Regions from separate parts of the Mus musculus genome. Here regions 2, 3, 4 and 5 are each linked to region 1. Evidence: chromatin contacts called from public Hi-C and HiChIP or PLAC-seq data. All regions are on one chromosome and are shown on one strand. Each heading gives the region's core, a stretch centred on a gene start, on an enhancer-like site or on the middle of the called end of the contact. The rest is flanking DNA. Distances are from core to core; before and after follow the strand shown. Region 1 overlaps Cdkal1 (CDK5 regulatory subunit associated protein 1-like 1). Region 2 overlaps 2610307P16Rik (RIKEN cDNA 2610307P16 gene). Region 3 overlaps 2610307P16Rik (RIKEN cDNA 2610307P16 gene). Region 4 overlaps 2610307P16Rik (RIKEN cDNA 2610307P16 gene). Region 5 has its middle 24 kb from the start of A330102I10Rik.

The links. A called contact is a pair of places that touch in the nucleus more often than the background predicts. HiChIP or PLAC-seq counts read pairs in DNA pulled down with a chosen protein or histone mark.
Region 2: a contact with region 1 is called in an H3K27ac HiChIP or PLAC-seq map of large pre-B cells, with 6 times the contacts expected there. The contact joins two enhancer-like sites. A contact is called at or near these places in 3 of 115 datasets of contacts at active chromatin or transcription factors (bone marrow-derived macrophages, embryonic stem cells and large pre-B cells).
Region 3: a contact with region 1 is called in a Hi-C map of the HPC-7 cell line, with 4 times the contacts expected there. The contact joins two enhancer-like sites. A contact is called at or near these places in 1 of 484 Hi-C or Micro-C datasets (the HPC-7 cell line) and 1 of 115 datasets of contacts at active chromatin or transcription factors (large pre-B cells).
Region 4: a contact with region 1 is called in an H3K27ac HiChIP or PLAC-seq map of large pre-B cells, with 2.6 times the contacts expected there. The contact joins two enhancer-like sites.
Region 5: a contact with region 1 is called in an H3K27ac HiChIP or PLAC-seq map of large pre-B cells, with 3 times the contacts expected there. The contact joins two enhancer-like sites. A contact is called at or near these places in 1 of 484 Hi-C or Micro-C datasets (bone marrow-derived macrophages), 2 of 115 datasets of contacts at active chromatin or transcription factors (embryonic basal ganglia and large pre-B cells) and 1 of 9 other capture datasets (embryonic stem cells).

The regions. Positions count from the first base shown.
Region 1 is chr13:29,754,916-29,757,639 of GRCm38.p6, forward strand. All of the region lies in intron 5 of Cdkal1 (CDK5 regulatory subunit associated protein 1-like 1), which reads right to left. Among named protein-coding and RNA genes, the nearest start is that of Cdkal1, 99 kb to the right of the region's middle. Within about 2 kb of position 1,381, at least 95 of the 459 cell types and tissues checked have an H3K27ac peak or open chromatin away from gene starts, as enhancers often do. A contact at or near this core is called in the HPC-7 cell line, where this site is marked.
Region 2 is chr13:28,796,726-28,799,449 of GRCm38.p6, forward strand. The region is part of intron 2 of 2610307P16Rik (RIKEN cDNA 2610307P16 gene); the gene reads right to left. Among named protein-coding and RNA genes, the nearest start is that of Mir6368, 87 kb to the left of the region's middle. Within about 2 kb of position 1,371, at least 6 of the 459 cell types and tissues checked have an H3K27ac peak or open chromatin away from gene starts, as enhancers often do.
Region 3 is chr13:28,837,900-28,840,623 of GRCm38.p6, forward strand. All of the region lies in intron 2 of 2610307P16Rik (RIKEN cDNA 2610307P16 gene), which reads right to left. Among named protein-coding and RNA genes, the nearest start is that of 2610307P16Rik, 46 kb to the right of the region's middle. Within about 2 kb of position 1,337, at least 45 of the 459 cell types and tissues checked have an H3K27ac peak or open chromatin away from gene starts, as enhancers often do. A contact at or near this core is called in the HPC-7 cell line, where this site is marked.
Region 4 is chr13:28,854,780-28,857,503 of GRCm38.p6, forward strand. The region is part of intron 2 of 2610307P16Rik (RIKEN cDNA 2610307P16 gene); the gene reads right to left. Among named protein-coding and RNA genes, the nearest start is that of 2610307P16Rik, 29 kb to the right of the region's middle. Within about 2 kb of position 1,347, at least 9 of the 459 cell types and tissues checked have an H3K27ac peak or open chromatin away from gene starts, as enhancers often do.
Region 5 is chr13:28,990,980-28,993,703 of GRCm38.p6, forward strand. No RefSeq gene overlaps it. Among named protein-coding and RNA genes, the nearest start is that of A330102I10Rik, 24 kb to the right of the region's middle. Within about 2 kb of position 1,397, at least 38 of the 459 cell types and tissues checked have an H3K27ac peak or open chromatin away from gene starts, as enhancers often do.

The DNA of each region.
Region 1 (2,724 bases), core at 131-2,630:
CAAGGTCAGCTCTACTGTGCTGCCCAGAGAAAGAGAAGGTCCTGCTCTTAAGTGAGGGGCAGGGATAGCTTTCCTGCTCTCATGGTCTGGAGCTAGCTCTCCCATTCATGACCTGAGGCTAGCTCTCCCAGATACTGTGGTGGAGGGAGGAAGGTATCTCCCCCTCACTCAAGCTACCACAGAGCAGACAAGTGGCAAGCCCAGCTCTCCAGTGACAGTGGGGGAGTTAGTCCTTAAAATGGTCCAATTTGATGCAATGCTCACCTTCAAGAATCTACCTACATTAAAAAAAATGTATTAACAATAAACAAAGCTAAAGATGTTCATTTATTTAACTACTGTTTGCAGTAGTAAATTAAGAACTCAAAAAATCTAAGCACTCAAAGAAAAAGTTATAACTAAAGGTGTATTCATAAAATTAGATATATAGTTATTTAAATAGATACTTAATATGATTATGTATAAAAGTTTTATCTATATAGAAGAGAAGCCAATATAGAAAAGATTAGCTGAGCATTTGTCAATGTTACCCACAGAAACCAGCACATATGACGTAACTTTTAAATCATTTCTTTCAAATGTTCTGTTTTAAAATTTTTGTACTTGAGGAGAAAAATAGTTTTCAAAGTCCAAGGATTTACCACTACTGTGATTTCTGAAAATTATTTTTGACACAAAAACTAGCTTCATAAAATAAAAGCTATTTTCAATAGAGAATTCTTTCTCATATGATTCTTAATGATTCTGAAATTTTCACAAAAAAATCTGTATCAAGACATAAACATTAACAAAGCCTACCAGTGGCACCCTCGGTGCACTGAGCACCTAGGAATCACAGAGTAAATATGAACTCCACACAGTTGTCCTCGGCAATCTTGTTACACCTAAAAGTACTATAGGAACTTACCATTCAGAAATAAGAATTCAAGAAGTTTGTAAACTGGTCTTTCACCCTACTACCAAGTGGAAAATCTAAATAAATGAAATGATCAACAATTCTCAGATATATAAGTGAAGTAAGGCCATGGAATACACTACTGCCCTAATATCGGGCAGAAGAGAATTAGAATTTGCCAAAGCAGAAACCACAGAAAGCAATGCTACAAAGACCCTAACTCTAACTGATGGCTTTCTGGAGGCACTGTGTGGATAATTTTGAAGTTAAAACTCCATGTCACACAATGACTCTGTCAGGTGTTAGTTTTACTTCCAGTATCATAGTGGCTTTCACAGTGGGTACAGAAGCCCCCAAGCTTCTGTTGGGACCAAAGAAAAAGAAGCCACTTGTAAACAAACCACAACACTCAGTTCCTCTAGATAAGGAATGTCCCAAAGAGAAAGTAACTAACCACGGTCTAAGCTGCTGGGTTGTGACGGGAACCTATCTGATCTAGAGTAGGAAATACCCAAGATCAGCCCTCCACAGCCTTTCTGCTCTACCCAGGGAGAGGGGACAAGGAAAGTCCTGAGGAGGTCACAGTCCAGAGGCACAAGCCACCAAGACACGGAGACCTATTCACAGAGAACTACAGAGTACTCCTAGTGCCCTGCCCCTGCTACTATAGTACTAAAGGCTGATTTACACGGCGGTTCCTTTATCCAAGTAGGCCATGCCTGGATATCAAGAAAACATCACAAAGTATGATTAAAAGCAAAAGGCACAATCTGAAAAGAAAGCAAACATTAAAAACAGACCCAGATATGGCGGGTATGTTAGGCTAATCAGACCTGGAATTTAAAACAACAATGATTAATATGCTAATGCCTTTAATGGATAAAACAGACTACGTGTAAGAACAAAAAGAAATACTAGACAGTAAGCCACTGTGGCAGACAAGGTATGCTTCTCCTGGATTCAGTAGCAGACTGGGCATAGCTGCTTGAATGCATTCTGACCTTGAGGGTATCTCAACAGAAAACAAAAAATTAAAAGAAATAGAAAACTAGAAAATACAGACATTAGAACATGAAAAGTTATAAAATAAAAAAATACTGCATACCATCCATGTAATGAGAAAACTAGAGGAGCTATTGAAGACGAAAGCTCAGTAGAAATAGACAAAAGACTGACCACTGAGAAACCCCAGCACAGTGTCAGGCACCAACCAAACACAAGGAGCTCAGACGACACTGAGCAGCACAACTGCAGAGGAGCTGTTCAAACTTTAGAAAAGTATAGCAAAAGACGTCACAGAAAGCCCTGACCAGGGAACATGCCTAGAGAGGGGAACAAAGACACCATTACATCTGATTTCCCTACAGAGGCCACAGAAGCAAGAAAAAAAACGTGAGTGAAGTGCTTCACTGGGGCATAAAGCTCTGAACTCCCAGAAATGCAAGATGATTGTCCAAGAAACACTGAGGATTCCACTGCCATTAGAGCGCCTTCCTGAGAAACACGAGAGGTTCTCCACGGAGAAGAAAAGGAGAGAGGCCAGAGACTCAGACCTGCATGAAAAAGAAAACATTCAACAAAGGAACAGTGAAGGTAAAATGGAAAATTGTAATTTTCTTGTACTTGACTGAGCTAAGAGCTAAGTTTAAAGTTGTACTTTTTTAAAAAAGAAATCAGTAGTAAAACAAATAAACCAAAGCTCCAATCTACTAATTTATTCATGGGTACATGTGCTCATTTATTTTGATGCACACATATAAGACACACAAGTGGGGGAGTGGAAAAGAATATTCAAGTACACAATAACATCAGCTATGCTGCAAGCCATA
Region 2 (2,724 bases), core at 121-2,620, 960 kb before region 1:
TGCTCTCTTCCTAACTCCCCATCCCCCACCCCTCAGCTTTCACCTCTGTGCCACCATGCAAGGCAGTCTCTCCTGTATGACAGTTCCCTATTGTATTTTATCCTAAATGGACCCAGAATAAAGGAATGCTTGCGTTACAGAATACAACCTCACAAGCATTGGAGCTGCTCTGTATAGGACACTGAAAACAGAATGTTAAATACTGTGAGGTACGGTAGTACCTACCCATAATCCTGACACTTGGGAGGCTGCAGCAAGAAGATCCTGAGTTTGAGGCCAGTCTGAACTATATAGCAAAACAAAAAAGAGAGGGGGTGGAGGGAGGGAGGCCCTCTGCAAAGAAAAACTGTCTGAGGATAAATATTTTTAATGCTATAGAATTTACATAAAAATATACAAGTCACTTGGGGGCAGGGTCTCATGTAGCCCACGCTCACTTACAACTTTCTATGCAGCTTGGGATAAACTGGAACATATGGGTCTCCTGCCTCTGTGTTCCTGAGATGACAAGCAAGCCTCACCATGCTAGATTTGTATGGTGTAGAGATTAAACTCAGACGAACACTCTACCAACTGAGCCAAGGCTGCACCAAGGCAGCTCTGAGAACCCATTCTTTGGAACAGTAGCCAGGATACAGGGAGCTGAGCTTGACTACAGGATCCTTAATCCTCTCACTCTCTAGAATGTTCCTCTGGAGGAAAAAAAAATATTTCCCCAAACAACCTGGTGTCCTTGGGTTCATAATTTACTGATACATTTTGAGGATAATACATAAAATCTATTTTATGTGATATACCGACCTCTACAATCTGAGTCAAATAAAACTCTTAGGTTCTCTGTGCCTCTTCAGTGGTGAGGCATTATGGATTATGGCTCACATCCACTGAGGTCTTACACATACTTTACTATTAAAATACAGAGACTAGTGTGTACCACACTATCTACATACAGAGCAGAATGTGACCCCAGGAAGTCAGACCAAAACGTGCATGCTTTTGGTACCAGGAAAAGCATGTCAAACGGTGTCCAACTGCTACTGAAGTCACTGTGGGAAAAGCAAGAACCAGCCTGGCGACCTCACACAACCTCATCTTATAAACTGAGAATTCCTTCTATGCTGAGCTGTTGAAAGCCAGACTTAGGCTGGCTGATAAAACATTCTTATGAAATTTCAATTATTCAAAAAACCAAAAACCAAGTGAGCCTTGCTGAAGTTGTAAGAAAACTAAAGTGGGAAGGTGAACAGAAAGCTTGCCTATTTCTGAGACATCAAATAACCCAGGGTGCGAGCCTCCAGCCTGGGACTCTCCATGGAACTTTCAATGGGACAATAGGGTTATCATAGCCTGAGCTGTTATCACAGATGAGTTCCTCTAACATCTGGACAAACTGACAGATTCTTCATTCCTTGTCTCACTTCCTCTTCAAAGGCCAGTATCATGTTCAAATATTTGGGACTTTCTAAGATAGTTTTCCAATTATGTGGTATTTCAAAAGCCACCTTATTAGCAGAAGTGTCAGTCACTGAAATGTGGCTCAGCAGGGCTGGACCTCACCCCCATGTCCAAACCTATTTTGTCAGAAACACTTCATTCTAGATATCGGCTACACATCTGGCAATTCTAACTTAGAAAGGAATTCTCCGGTTGTCCTCGTGATAAAAAGAAATCACTATTAAAATATTTATAAGGTACTGGATTTCTGTTGTGTGTGTATGGGGGGGGATATTAAGCGCAATGAGAGGAGTGGGGAGAGGAGGAGCAAGAATGGAGAGAAGGGCAGGAGAAAATAACTAATTAGATCGCAGGTTTTAACAGTGGCCATGTGGGTAAGTGTGTTAAATGGTAAGGATCCAAGGGCATCGGTAACACAGACAAATCAGAAAACCCCTCAAGGAGTATTGCACATCGATGTAAAATGAGCGCCTGCCACCTGAAGTGACCATCCTAAATCAATGCTTGTGCTTTTACAAAGTGTCCATATAGTGAGCTGGCTCCCAGCAAACGCAGCAGGAATGGCAACCGAGCACATAAAATACTAGTCTCAGGAACATATTAGAAGGGCAGTTTTTGGGGGCTTAGGAGGTAAAGGTACTGTGCCACCAAGCCTGGTGACAAGTTCAATCCTAGGGACCCACAGGGTGAAGGAAAGAACAAACTCAGCCCCTCCCTTACAACCTTTCTCTCCCTCTCTCCCTCTGTCTCTCATAACACACATGCGAATAAATAAATGCAATATAAAACTTTAAACAACATATTCTAAGTTTCCATTATATATAAGTATATATAATGCATATGTAATATACATTCGTGTATATAACAACATATTACACACACACACACACACACACACACACACACTATAGGCCAACAGACAATGTGAGCTAAGATGGGAGTACAAATCTTATAAATGAGAAATAAAGATATTTAACAATACACATAGAGATATACAATTGCATAAAGGAACAGGAGCACAGATTTCAACCCTGAGAAGCAGTAGCAGAAAGTATATGCTTACCACAAAAATATAGAAGGACTCTCTCCTTCCTCGCTGTCTAGAAGGGTTTGCTCCCAACACCTTGGAAAACCAAGCCAACATCATCTAATGAAGCTCACATCCCTGCTTAGTAATCTGGTTGGGAAAAGATAGCAGAGAGTCAATTTACTCTGTGCTAAAAGAGGGGCCACAGTCCTGTCACTCATCTACAAGGACAAAAGCTGCAT
Region 3 (2,724 bases), core at 87-2,586, 920 kb before region 1:
AGGATTCAAAGATCAGGATCTCCAGTGTCTTTGGTTAGCCCTCTAATGTTAATACTGAGCTATCCCATACCCAAAGAGTTGTAGGAAGAGAGGAGACTTGATTAAACCAAAGAAACTGTGTCCCAGTTCTGTCACTGTTACCACCACCACAGCCACAGTCACCACCACCACCATCACCACCATCACCACCATCACCACCATCAGGCTGGCCTGGACCTCTTAGGATCAAGTCATCCCCCACAAAGCTGGGATTGCAGGTGCCCATGTCCATGCTATCAGCCAGCAGAAATCCCCAGAGAGAACCCAGGTCTGCTACTTGACATCAAGTGAGACAGACACCTTTGTGGTAAATTTCTGGTTCACTGAACCATTTCCATTTTCAGATACAACCTGTCTGACAGAGTTGAGCACACCCAAAAGTGCCCACCATTCTAATCTTTCAGACACGCCTGCTAAGACCTTGAGCTAAAATACCCGCCACTCTCTTGCCTTCTCGAATAATGCCCTTCAACTGAGGTTGCTCAGGAATGCACTTATAGGCTGAGCATGCACAGGACTATGCTTGCCTCAAAACTGCCTTCCTGTGTAAATATTCAGAGACTCCCCAATAAAATCCCCATGTTTCCTTTGTTGGAAAAGGACATTGCTTGGGGGTGAGGGTAGGGGTGGAATCCTGGCTTCTCCTTACCTAGTACAGGCAGTAAATCTTTCCTCACTCTTTTACATCTTGACTAAGCTTGTTTGGCTCTCCACCGTCTAAGATGCGAGCCACTGTGAGGCTGTGCTGCTGACAACCTTGCTGTCAGCCCAGTGGATGCTGATATTGGACTCCTCTGCTCCCAGAACTTGGAAGAAACACGTTTCTGTTGCTTTAAGCTTCCAAAGTAGGTGGTACTTTGCTAACTCAACGACAAGATACTACTAGAGGTACACATTACATCATTAACATAAAAAAATTAACAGACTCAAGACGTAAGTATTAGGAGACAAAAGATTGATAGAATAGTCCTGGAGAAAATAAGAGCCAAGAAAGGGAAGGTTTCAAGGGGAAAGAACCAACCAGGCAGCCCAGCCTCACACCGAACTCAGTTCGCGTTCTTCTTTCAAAGCTTAACCTTCACCTCAGAGTTTTCCTTTGCTGTGAAAAGAAGTGTAAAACTGCACCTAGCAGAAGGAAACAAATGCTCGTTTGTCTCAACTGCAAATGTAGAGACACACCTCCCCCAAAAAGAAAGCCGTTAAATGTCCAAAATGATGAATGGCTACAGTTCTTCCCCTAAGACAGCAGCCAGTGGGGAAGGAAAATGGAGAAGGTGAGCTTGCTGTGCACCCAGCTGCCAGTCATCATCCCAGAAGCACCACAAGCGACGCCAGCTCACTCGCTGCCAGTGCTGGATCAGATATAACCACACTCCAGCCACAGCTCTGCAGTGCTCACCAATCACTCCCAAACCACACTCCTCCTCATTACACCTCCCCTAACCAGTTAAGTGCCCTTACAAGAAACGCTCCAGCAATGGCTGATGCACTTCTTCAAACCTGAAAAGGCATTATTAAAAGGTAAGGGCCTCTCCCAACCAAAAAAAAAAAAAAAAAAAGGAATTTCCATTAGATATTAATATCAGCAGCGAAATGCTTTATGACGAATGGCTCTTAGGGAGATTGCTTCCCCTTGGACACCCTTGTGACCCAGATCTAGTCACTGTGTATAGAATGGCGCTCTCATATTTAGCTAAAGATTGATTTAGAAAGCCCTGGGTAGTTTGGGTTGATAGAGTTATTGTTGTTTTTGTTTAGAGTCGGGATCTTCCTCTATAGCCCAGGCTGATCTCAGACTTTCTAGTCTCCTGCCTCAGTCTACTGAGTGCTGGGATGACAGGTATCCATCATACCTTACAGTCACACCCGTCACTCGTGATTTCTCAACAGCAATGAGACACTGCATCTAAACTACCCTAATAGTCTTTGGAATATAGAACAAAGAAGCATTAGCTAGAGAGGAGACAGGAACCTAGGCTCTGGGAGATCCTTCTGCCCACATGGGCAGGTGACTTTGTCCAGAGTTCCAGGGTCTTAAAGGTGGTATAGGCTGGCGAGCTAATGTTGCCGAAATGTGGGCAGGTAGGGATCCTCCACCATCTAGACAGACTCATCTGGAAGGCAGCCCAGCTTCAGAGGACTTGAACTCCTGCGACTGTTTCCTGACAGATTTTTCCAACCATCACATTACCAAAATGAAAATGTAACAGCTTGCAGCCACTGCAATATACTTAAGATGTAATAATGGAAAATGAGATGTTATTGATTGGGGAGGGAGGAGAAGTAACCACAATGGTGTCATCAAGTCAGGGAAAGAAAGAAAATGAACAGATGAATTCTTCAAGACTGAGATATAGTTGCCACCCACTACAGATGGCAGAGTTCTGTGGAGCAGTCCCCAGACAAAACAAGATACACAGGAAATATGCGACGCAGTCCTCTGAAGAATACTCCATGGCCTTTGGATCTTAAGGGAATTCCACACTCTCGAGTGCTGCACAGCTTAAACTTCTGGGCTGGATCCATTCTGCTCGCAAGAATACACACAGACTCACAGCTACCTCCCAAATGTGTGCACGGGATTTCCTTTCCATTTCCAGTGTGCAATGGATACCAGCTTCAAATGATAAACTAAGCAGTAGTTTTAGGAGAGAGAGACTAACATTAAATGTAGCAAGTCCTCGG
Region 4 (2,724 bases), core at 97-2,596, 900 kb before region 1:
TGGGCCCCACCACAGAGCAAAGGAAACAGCACTTTTTAAAGACAATCACTTCAGCCAGACCAGGTGATGCAGCCTGTCATTTCAGCTACTATAGAGGCTGAGGTAAAAAGATGCCAAATATACATGAGCTACAGAGACCAGCCTGAGCAAATGAATACTTCATCCATAATAAAAAATATAAAAAGAGAGCTGGGGGGGGGCTAATCCCCATGATAGAATACCTATTTAGCTTATGCGCAGCTCAGGGACTGGAAAAGAAGACAGTCATTTCAACTCAAGACAAGTTTGTTTGTTTGTTTAATGTTTTTATTTCTTTGTTTTTGTTTTGCAGAGGGGTTGGTTTGGCTGGTTTGCTTTTTGCTTTTTTTTTTTTTTTTTTTTTTTGAGATAGGGTTTCCCCACATAGCCCTGGCTGTCCTGAAACTGACTATGTAGACCAGGATAACCTTGAACTGACTATAGCTTAAATGATAGAGTTATGTGCCTCAATGCTTGATGAAGCTACCACTGACAAGCCTCAGACCATGAATTTATACTCACAATTAAGGAACTGAGACAAAGGGAAGGCAACGACAGATTCACAGTTACCTCAGGTTCTTGGTCTTGGATCCAACCAACCGGGAGTTAAAAATAGTTCAGAAAAACATGGGGCTATGAAACGTGTACTGACTCTTTTCTTACCATCCATCTCTAAATGCTACAGTGATGCTATTGCTTAGCTAATAGTTTTATACTGTGTTGTACATGGTAAGTTATAGAGAAATGATTGAAAGCATAGGAGATAATTTTCTGGGGCAGAGATTCTTAACCTGTGGGTTGTGACCCCTTTGGAGACCACATATAAGATATCCTACACCACAGCTACTTACATTATGATTCATAAGAGTAGCAGAATTACAGTTATGAGAGAGAAACAAATTAATTTCATGGTTACCACAACATGAGGAACTGTATTAAAGGGTCACAGCATTAGAAAAGTTAAGAACCAGGGGCTGGAGGGATGGCTCAACAGTTAAGAGCACTGACTGCTGCTCTTCCAGAGGTCCTGAGTTCAATTCCCAGCAACCACATGATGGCTCACAACCATCTATATATAACAGGATCCAACTCCCTCTTCTAGTGTCTCTGAAGAGAGTAAAAGGGTACTCACATACATAAAATAAATAAGTCTTTAGAAAAAGAAAAGAAATGTTAAGAACCACTGGTCTAGGGTCTGTGCAAACATTATACCATTTCACTCAAGGGCCCTGAGAATTCATGGGGTTCGGTATCTCTGGTCAGTGCTTTCATGAGGCTACAGAGACCATTTACCACACACTGGTTCATTGAGAGATTCAGAATAAATACAACTGCTGAGTCTCCATCCATCACCTGAAGCAGCAGCATAAGCTATTGTGTAGAACCGGTCAATCCATCAACCTGAGTATTCGTCTTGCATAAATGTAACTACAAAACCAGGAATAAATTGAGTAAAACAGTTCTCCAATCTGTTTTTCTAGGGCACTTAAGTTATGCGTTGGTTATTTTCCTGGTGCTGTGACCAATTACCTGACAAGAGGCAACACAAGCAGCTGGTGAGAGGAGGGGGAAATGGGATCCCCAGAGTAAGCTAGCTAGCTCTGCTAGCCAATAATGAGCTACGGGTTCCAGTGTGAGACACTGCCTCCATACATAAGGTAGAGAAGAATAGATCCCTCATCTCCACATGCATCACATACATGGATGTACACCTGCACACAAACAGCAGTTTAAAGGAAAAAGAATTCATCCTGGTTCAGGGTTTAAGGGAACACAATTTATCATTTCAGGAAGGCGGAGGGTAGAGCAACAGGTGGCTCCATGGCCACCAGCAACTTGCTCACACATCTGTAGATCAGGAAACAGGAAGCCCTAGTAGGAAGCAAGGCTGGGTTACAATCCACTTCCTCCATCCAGATACCACCTCCAAAGAGTTCCACAACATCTAGAAACAGCACAGCCAGACGGGACCCAAGAATGGATATGTTTTATTCATACTCGTATCCCTACTTTTTAATCTCAGTCTCTAGCAAAAACTAGCAACTCAATGATCAAGGAATAAATGAACGTGTGGTGTGTGGGGTTGAAAAGCCTTTAACATTATGTAAGCCATGTCGAAAACAGATGTTTGACCACAGATGAATGGCTCAGCCTTGGACACTTCTCAGTGACATGAGGAAAACCTTCACAGGCACGTTACTGTCTTAAACAGTCATCTATGATGTTACTTTAAAGCAAACGTGCCAGACAGGGTCACACACACCTGTAATCTCATCACATAAGCACCTGGGGAGTATTGACAGGAAGATGGCTTAAAGTTTAAAGCCAGTCTTAGGTAGAGTGGAAGGAAACCTGTCTCAGTAAAACAAGCAACCAAGCATAGATACTCAAATTCATCTGTCTACGTGAAAACACAATGAGATTCCACTACTTATCCAAGAGAGTGACTAAAACGTAAAAATTAACGCTATCAAGTATGAGCAAAGCTGTGGTAACACATGGAACTGCCACAGAGACTGGGGGAAGTGTAAATTGGTACAGGCACTTTTGGAAAACTATTTGGCAGCATCTACTAAAGTTTAATATATGCTCTCTGTCCCAGCAACTCCATCTCATAATAGGAACGCACACATATGTTCAGTAAGAGACATTCCACAACGATGTTGGAGAGTGCATCAAATCATCACACCACGTGCCCTGAAAGTA
Region 5 (2,724 bases), core at 147-2,646, 760 kb before region 1:
TGTTTCTGAGACAAAATTTCTCTGTGCATACCTGACTGTCCAGGAACTCACTCTGTAAACCAGGCTGGAGCTGAACTCAAATATTCATCTGCCTCTGCCTGCTCGGATTAAAGGTGTATGCCACCATTGCCTAGCAAAATCAATCTTTAAAATAAATAAATAAGTAAACAAATAAATACCTTCTACAGTAACCGCTGTCTCATTGAGCTTTAAACTTCTGGAAAGTTACTCCTTCGTGTAATTTTAGGAGCCCTGGAGTTTATATTGAGTTTCAAGAGAGAATAACTAATATAGAACAATTCTATGTGCTTTCATTTCCCTGTAGCCCAATGCGTACACTGTGTGTGCTTCTTTTTGCTGTAGCCGTCACTACAGTGATAGACAACATCTGTTTTCATGGTAGCTTTCGGTATTCCCAATTCAGAGAGAAATGTTATCATGTAAAATAGTGGACTCTCATACTTGAGAGATGGAAAACTTACCAGAAACCGAGAGAGAACTGATAGCAACAGGACAGGTTTCAATCTGAAGTTCCGGTGTGCTCTGAACTCTACAGAATCAGAGAGATTTTTAAGAAGAGCTTGTGCTTGTATGTACTGGTCACAGGAGTGTAGTGTGTTAGTAGGGGTGCTTGCAGGGGTGTGGGTAAGAGTGCACGGTTGCTCGATCTGCCAAGGTGGAGTCTTTGAGCAGCTTTAGAAAATGAAAGCATTCTCAAAAGGACCACACTGGAGTTTAGAAGATGGTAGACAGCTGCGCTGGTCAGAATGGAGAGTCCCAACAGTCAGGAGTCGCAGACTCAGGAAAGGACTCAGTGCAACCCGGCCAGCTCTGTCCCATCAACCATGCTGAAAGATACTTCTTTTACTTCAGGGTGGTTGCTGGGTCGGGGAAACCAGAGTGATACGAACAGAGGCCAGCTAGGAGCAGATGGGTCAGAAAGAACCAAAGGAAGACCTGTTCAGATCCTCACGACGAGAATCTACCCAGGGCAGAAAGAATCATACCCAGCACAGATTTCCCAGGCACTCTGATGGAGAAAAAAACAGAGTCTAACCACATATAGTTCAGGACCACTTGAAGGAGGAGGGACAGGAGGAGGGGAAGGAAGGGGAAATGTAGGAAGAGGGAGGAGGAGGAGGAAATGGGGGCATTTCTATTCACAACAAACAGCAAAAGCTGTCTACTTCACTTGAAGTGGGCAGATAAACCCATCCATTCATTGCAAGCTTCACACAGAAGTTTTTATTGTTTATAAATAATTACAGCTCCCTTTCATGTCCCCGCATTCTGGGTCTGAGGAGAAAAGAGAACTGGGCCTGTTAACCTTTACCAACAACTAAGAAGCATTTATGGCCAGCCAGGTGCATATCCTGTATCTAATCTCTGCTTGCGTCGCCTGCCTTACTGCAGCTGCAGCAGTTGGAGGGAGGTGGAGTCATTAAATACTAAGGAAATGTTTATGCTAGTACTGTCCCAAGCTAGAGCAGTAAGAACATTTTACTAACTGTTTGCTGTGTGGAAAGAGTCCCAGAAAATCCATGCATACCAGGATCCTGGCGTCAAGGGCACACTGAAGAGACCCACTCGAAGATCCAATGGGGAACTTGGGACCCTTATCAGTCTGTGTTTGTTTTAGCACTGTGACCATTGCAGAAGCTTTTAAGTGCCTTTTTGTGCATCCCCCCCCCCCCCCCCCAGCTCCCTGTGACTGTGAGCAGGAGACTCAGAGGCAAAGCACAATCATTTGAAAATTTCCCCATCTGAAAAAACAAAGAACAACATTTTTTTTTTTTTTAATCTGTGGCGAAGAAGATTGCGAAGGTGATCAATGAAATCCGGGGTCAGGCGCAGTGAGTGCGAGCCCAGTTCTGGGACTTACTGGACGCTTGAGTGGGACGAGGCCCCTGAGCTCCAGCGTCTTTATTGGTACTGTGGGAAGACTCTTCCAACATTGCTCCCAGTTTTCCTAACTATACTTACCGACTGCACACCATCTCCTGAGAGAAAGGGTCAGCGGTGCGTCTGCCCCCTGTACAGGACGTGAGGTATCCTTCATATGGTCTACTACACAAAGAGCAGCAAAGTGACTCCTGTCACATGTCACAGAGTTCATTCAGTCTTTGCTCTTTTCTGCTCAAGCTTTTCTTCCTTCAGCTCCTCCTCTTCCTCCCCCTCCTCCCCCTCCTCCCCCTCCTCCCCCTCCTCCCCCTCCTCCCCCTCCTCCCCCTCCTCCCCCTCCTCCCCCTCCTCCCCCTCCTCCCCCTCCTCCTCCTCCTCCTCCTCCTCCTCCTCCTCCCCCTCCTCCTCCCCGTAAAGATTTATTTATGTAATTAATATGCGTACAATGTACCTGTCTTCAGACACACCAGAAGAGGGCGTCAGATCTCATTACAGATGATTGTGAGCCACCATGTGGTTGCTGGGAATTGAACTCAAGACCTCTGGATGAGCAGTCAGTGCTCTTAACCGCTGAGCCATCTCTCCAGCCTGGCATATCACCTTTTAATGAAGATATTCATCCCTTTCTATTTTTTATTTTCCTTATTTCATTCAGTTGTCTCAATGTTCTAGCTAAGACTTCAAGAACTGTATTAAATAGGTTTGGAAGAGAATGGATAGCCTTGTCTTGTTCCTAATTTTAGTGTAATGCCTTAAGTTTCTCTCCATTTAGGCGGAGGTTGGCTGTAGGCTTGCTGTAAATTATGTCTTTATGATGTTGAG